2 separate regions of the Sus scrofa genome follow, and region 2 is linked to region 1. Evidence: chromatin contacts called from public Hi-C data. All regions are on one chromosome and are shown on one strand. Each heading gives the region's core, a stretch centred on a gene start, on an enhancer-like site or on the middle of the called end of the contact. The rest is flanking DNA. Distances are from core to core; before and after follow the strand shown. Region 1 holds the start of LOC100522141 (cyclin N-terminal domain-containing protein 2). Region 2 holds the start of AKT2 (AKT serine/threonine kinase 2).

Region 1 (3,066 bases), core at 479-2,978:
TGTAAGCTGTTTTTGACAGAATTCCCAGAAATAAATGTGCCTTTCTCCGTGCATCCTGTCAGGAGGCACGTGCGGTGATCTGCTCTTTGCGTGGTGATGACTCTGAGCCCTTGGATAAGGTGGTGTCTGTCAGGCTTCTCTGTGAAGTTACTGTTTTCCCTTTGTATTTATTTGGTACAGGCACATCATTTCATTGTGCTTTGCAGATACTGCTTTTTTTTTTTTTTTAAACAAATTCAGTTTGTGGTAGTCCTGTGTTGTCAGATAATGGTTAGCATTTTGTGTGTGTTTTAGCAATAAAGTATTTTAAAATTAAAGTATGCACATTGGTGTTTTGTCTTTTAAGGCCAGGACCCGTGGCATATGAAGGTTCCCAGGCTAGGGCTCCAATCAGAGCTGTAGCTGCCAGCCTACACCACAGCCACAGCAACGTGGGATCCTTAACCCACTGAGGGAGGCCAGGGATTGAAACTGCATCCTCATGGATGCTTGACAGGTTTGTTTCCACTGAGCCAGGAGGGGAACTCCAGAAAGTATGCACATCATTTCTTTAGACATAATGCTATTGGACGCAGTAGACTGCAGTAGAGTGTAAACGTCCATATGCGCTGGGAAACACATTTGTGTGACTCAGTTTATTAGGATATTTGCTTTACTGCAGTGGTCTGGGATTGATCCTGCGGTATCTTGGATGTGTGCCTGTACTGACTCTGAGAATACACCCTGACAATGAGCCCCAAGGGGAACTCCAGACCATCATCTTTACGTTACATCCGGCCTGTTCATTCATTCAGCAAACATTTGAATACCAATTATGTGCCAAGTCCTGTTCTAGGCACTGAAAATACCAGCCAAAAAAAAAAAAAAAACTAGATAAGCCCTGCCCTCACGAGGTCCACATTCTAGTCCAGAGGGAGACAATAAATAAGGCAGTAAGTGCGAAGGAGAGAATAAGTGCACAGAATGGGCACAGGAAATGCTCAGGATGGCACTTTGTATAGAGAAGGTAACATTTGAGTAAACATCTTATAGGAGGTGAAAGGTCTCTGAGGGAGGAGGTTCCAGGCAGAGGGAAGAGCTGGTGCAAAGGTCCTGAGGTAGGATTGTGCTTGACATGGGTGAGGATGAGCCAGGAAGCCAGTGTGATGGGGGAGGAATGAGTAAGAGGGATAGGAGATGAGCTCAAAGGTGTGTTTGGGGTGGGAAGATGATATTGGGGCTCTTGGAATTTCTGAGGGTTATGGAAACTGGGATGTGCTGAACAGAGGCAGTGTGAGCTTACTCCAAGTGTCAAAGGGTCATCGCTGACTGCATGGATGTAGCAGGCTGTAGAGGATGGGGACAGGAAGAGCAGTGAGCAGGCTGCTGCACTAGTCCAGACTGGTCCCTGGTGACTTTCCCTGATCACTTTGTTGTAGTCTGTGGGCGTGGTAAAGGCAGCAACCACAGGTGACAGAGGAAGAGGCCCTCCATCAATATTTGTGATGGGATTTATAGCTCCCATGCCTTGAGCTTTTGCTGTATTAGTCTCTGTGCTGGATATTTAACAAACACGATCTTACAAATTCCTCAGGACAGGCCAAGGGTCAAACCCACACCACAGCAGTGACAATACAGAATCTTCTTTTTTTTTTTTTTTTTTTTTGGCTTTTTTTTAGGGCCACACCCGAGGCATATGGAGGTTCCCAGGCTAAGGGTTCCAATCGGAGCTGCAACCACCAGCCTACACCACAGCCACAGCAACGCCAGAGCCTTAACCCACTGAGCATGGCCAGGGATCGAACCCACGTCTTCATGGATGCTAGTCGGGCTCGTTAACCACCGAACCAGGACGGCAACTCCACAAGGCAGAATCTTTAATGCATTGACCCACCAGGCAACTCCCTCTTGTCAAGCAAGTTTTTAAATCCCTACTGTTGGGGACGAAAGGGAAGATCAAAGGGCCTGTGTCTGGTCAGATAGTGAGTAGCAGGACAAGGATTTTCTCCAGCTGCCCGTCCTACAGGATTGTGAGGGGGCAGAGCCAGCCTGCGTAACCTTCACCATTGCCTATGCACCTGCCCAGGTGAGGCGCTCAGCGCGCGTGCGCCCTGGCGCTTTTAAAGCACCAACCTTGACCAGGTTCTCCGCTTCAGCGGGAAGAGGCGGGCGCTTGGCTTGAAAGATGCTGGTGAGCTCAGAGGAGCCAGGTTCCCCCCTCCCGGCTCAGGCCTATCCCCAGGCTCTGACCCCAGCCCCTCTCCCTTGCAGAGTCCAGCTGGCTCCCTCGAGCCAGAGCCTCGGAGCACCCCAGTCCCTGACGGGGTCCCGGCGGGCAGGGGCGTCTCCCCAGGACGCCTGGAGAGGCGGTCGGGGCCGTGCGCGCCGCCGGGGCTGGAGGAGGCTCTGAGCGCGCTGGGGCTGGAGGGGGAACGCGAGTACGCGGGAGACTTCCTCGCGGAAGTCCTGGTGAGTGGAGCCGGGGCGGGACACTCGGGGGCCAGCAGGCCCGAGGCAACGCTGGCGCCACCCACATCCCTGGAGGGCAGCAGAGGGGTTGGGGTTAGACGAAGCCAAAGCGACGCAACTCCCACCTCGCCAGCCTCAGCTCTCACCTCAATTCCCAGACTTTGCAGCCCTTACACCCCCCGCCCCAGCTTCTTGGCTTGTTTTTTCTGCTCTTGTTTTTTCTTGGCTTGGTTTTTCTTACCCTGCAGCTTCCACCGCTGGAAATGCCCTTTCCCATCCTCCCCAGGCTGTTGGCAGCCCCTCCTTTGATATTGTGTGACTCCTCGTACGTGTGGCTCCTTGTACTTGTGCCTCACATTTACTCATTTATCAACTGTTGAGGGAGTTATTAACAAATGTTTTTGAGCGTGTCTAGGCCCTGGGGATGCTGTGATGGACAACATGAGACAGTCTGTCTTCATTGTGGGGAAACAAGCGAATGTAGGCGATTGTTTCAGAAGGGCCACAAAAGCCGAAACACAGGCTGTGGTGGTCCACAGATCGCTGTCTGAGGCAGGCACCGCCAGAGGAAACACGCATTTATTTAACATCTCGTGAGCGTCTCTTCCAGGCCGGTGT
Region 2 (3,312 bases), core at 656-3,155, 34 kb before region 1:
TGACAGAAGCCTGGCAGAGAGTGAGGGTGAGGGAGGAGGGGTCATTAGCCTCTCGGCTTGAGGGCTTTCTAAGGTGCCTCTCGGCTTATACAGGGCATTCTCATGGTGGAATGGGTGGTGGTCTGTGTTCTGAACACACTAGGGAGCCATGGGAAGGTTTTGAACAGAGCGGGACAGGGTTGGATTTGGATGGAGTATAGGAGTTGAGAGCAGAGGTTGGGAGCCCAGGGAGGAAGCCAGTGAGGGGAGGGAGGTAGGGAGGGAGGGGCGGTCAGGAAGCCGGGTCGATGGGACTGCCGGGCTGAGCAGGGCAGCCGGAGTGCAGCTCAGCAGCGGCCAGGGCCTGAGGAGCCTGGGGTCCCAAGCTAAGGAAGCCAGGGGTCGGATTAGAGGGTTCCTCTAGCTGCTGAATGGGAGACAGATTGGAGGGTGGGAGGCCAGGGAGGAGGTGGGGCAGGCCTCCAGAGGACGGCGCTGGCCCTGAGCCACCTTGAAGGGAGTCTGGGATGGAGACCCTGGTCTCGTTAGAGATAGAAGCGCAGACTGGTGGGATTTTTAGGAGCGAAGGTCTGCTGGTCACGGGTGTGTTCAGTTCCTAGGTGTGAGCTCCTGGAGTACCTGCCGGGGAGGGAGCCCCTTTTGGGCCCTGTCTTTGCAGCTCCGAGTTCAGAACGTGATTTCTCACTGTGCTGTTTACTTCCCTGTCACTGTCCGTCTTGTCTTCCTCCGGCGTCCTCCCACTTACCTCCCTTCCTCTGCCCAGGGCCTGGGCAGCCTGCCACCGTCACATGCAGTAGTGTGTCCGGCCCGCCAGCTCCCCTGGGGCACGAGAGAAAGCTGATGCCCACGGTGTCCCCAGAACCAGCTGCTGCTTCTCTGGGGGCCACCGTAGCTCCTGACCTGCTGTCCGCAAATAGCCCCAGGCCAGGAGAGGCGAAAGGCGCCTTGGACTCCATGGCCCCTGTCCAGGCCTGTGGCTCCAGGTAGGGGCCCAGCTGGTGGCTGCCTGCCCCCCTTCTCCCCTCCGCCCCGGGAACCTGAGACGAAGCAGCGGCCTCGGCGTCCGTCAGTCTGTCGGCTGCTGGTCCCTGAGGACAGAAGCAGAGGTCTTGGGGAAGGGACCAGGGCCTTGGTTGAGCCCCCAGGACTGTCTCCTGGACCCCAGATAAGTGTGTGGATTGCTTTCTTGTTCAAGATCCGGAGTGCCAAGATCTTTTTTTTTCTTTCTTTCCTGTTATCTGGTGGGGACAAGGAGGGAACTGAGGCTGAGGCAGCGACACGAGGTGACCTGGTGCAGTACTTGGTTTGCTAAAGGTGGCAGGTTGATGACTCTGTGGTTTGGAGAGGAGTGTGTGTGTGTGCGCGCGTGCGTGCATGTGTATTTGGGGATGGCAGGCAGATGCTGGTGGCTTTGAGCACTCCCTCAGGTGCTCAGGGCTGTCTAATTCATCCCAGGTGACCTTAGCACTGGGGCATGGGAATGCCGCGGGGGGTGGAGCTGCTCGGCCCAGCCAGGAGTAGGGGTTCATGGGGGGCTGCCTCTGCTCAGCATAGGTGTCCTGAGTGCAGGGCCAGGCTAGGGAGCTCTGCTTCTCCCAGAGTAGGGCTCTAAGGGCAGGTCGTGTCCCTCCCCCCAGGATTGGGGTCCCTGGGGACGAGGCCCCCTCTCCCCCTCAGTCTGGGCCCGGGGGGCAGGTCTCCCTACCCTCCCTGGCTCCAGCAGGTCAGAGCAGCCAGAGGGGCCTGGGAGGCAGGCTGTGCTGGGCGGCGGGGCCAGGGCGAATCCCCCTCCCACGCTGACGGACTCCTCTCTCTTGTCTTGCAGACTGCGCTCTGTCCACCACGCCTCCTGCATGTCCTGCTGCCCTGAGCTGTCCCAAGCTAGGTGACAGCGTGTCACGCTGCCACCATGAATGAGGTGTCTGTCATCAAAGAAGGCTGGCTCACAAGCGTGGTAAGGGGCTGCTTGTGCCCAGAGGATTGCGTGTCTCCCCCGCCGCCTGCCCCAGGCCACAGCTCCTGACAAGCCCATTTCATGGAATCTTTGAGGGAGGTCTGGGCAGCGGAGCTGTGACGATGCTTGGGCCTGAGTGTCCAGGTCTAGCTGGACCCCCTGCATGAGCCCCCCAGCCAGGCCTTGAGTTCTGCCCCTGCATCAGAGGTCCTGTCAACTCTCAGGAACGGAGGGTTGGCCAGAGTGGCTGGAGAGCGGGGAAATCCCTTCACTGAAGTAACACTGCCTGATGCTCTTCAGCCTTTATTCAATCGGCAGATACTCGTGGAGTGTGTAGGAGGCCATCTTGGCCATCCCAGGCTCTGGGGACGTGGTGGTGCCACCATGGAGTTTGCAGTCCATTGGGTGCTGGGGACAGACAGTAAACAGATAAACAGATCCATGCTGTCAGGTGGTGAAAAGGAGGAGCTCTGAGGGAAACAGGCTGGAGAAAGACGGGGTTCAAGGGACGCAGCTCTGAGGAGGGGACAGTGGACCGAGGCCTGGCAGTGAGGGAGTGCGCCATGCAGATAGCTGGGCAAGGGTGTCCCAGGGAATGGGACAGCAAGCACAAAGGTGGGATGTGCCTGCGACGGAAAGTTGGCCAGAGGGGCCGGAGCAGAGTGAGTGGGGGAGAGCTGGAGGAGGCCGGCGGAGTGGTGAGACGGCCTCGGACCCTGGCGCCCAGGATGCCGTGAAGCTGATCTGCTTGTGCTGGTGGGCAGCGGGGAGCGAAGTCAGGGAAGAGACTGAGAGACCCTTAGACTCCAGGTGGGCCCGTCTCAGAACCGCCGCGTGCAGAGGCAGCTGGGAAGAAGCCTGCGCGCGGTCGGCCTGTGCAGGCGCCACTGGGGAGTGGAGGAGGCAGACTGTCCGGGCTTCCATGGACCCTCCCTGGGGAGGGGGGTGCCGGGCCTGGGGGTAGCCGTGCTCCTTGGTGCTTTCATTCACTCAGCATACATTTATGGAGCCACTCCTGTGTTCTAGGCACTGGTCTAGGCCCTGGGGATACAGAGGCGAACCAGGAGGGCAAAAGTCCTCCACCTCCTATGGATTTTTTTTTTTTTTCATTTTTAAACATTTATTGATGAGCAGTCAATGTGTACATACCCCGTTCATGTCTTACCTTAGGTAGGGAGGGCGGCTGGCACCCAAGTAGACCACTGTGTGGCATGGTGGTGAGGGCCAGGGGGGTCGGGGGGGTGAGCCGGGGAGGGGGGCCTGATCTTAAGCGGGGGGATCAGGGAGGGCCTCCCTGAGGGGGTGTTGGAATAAAGATCTGAAGGAAGCAAGGGCACGAGCCCCACAGTTAGCCAGGG

The links. A called contact is a pair of places that touch in the nucleus more often than the background predicts.
Region 2: a contact with region 1 is called in a Hi-C map of embryonic fibroblasts, with 1.5 times the contacts expected there. The contact joins the promoter of AKT2 here to the promoter of LOC100522141 in region 1. A contact is called at or near these places in 2 of 47 Hi-C or Micro-C datasets (embryonic fibroblasts and undifferentiated spermatogonia) and 1 of 2 datasets of contacts at active chromatin or transcription factors (alveolar macrophages).

The regions. Positions count from the first base shown.
Region 1 is chr6:48,553,036-48,556,101 of Sscrofa11.1, reverse strand. LOC100522141 (cyclin N-terminal domain-containing protein 2) reads left to right here and starts at 1,728. Exons shown (of 8, transcript XM_021094385.1): 1 at 1,728-2,170; 2 at 2,251-2,448. The coding sequence starts at 2,165. It also overlaps a transcript of AKT2 not described here.
Region 2 is chr6:48,586,517-48,589,828 of Sscrofa11.1, reverse strand. It overlaps AKT2 (AKT serine/threonine kinase 2), which reads left to right and starts at 1,905. Exons shown (of 14, transcript NM_001256779.1): 1 at 1,905-1,943; 2 at 1,946-1,954. The coding sequence starts at 1,910.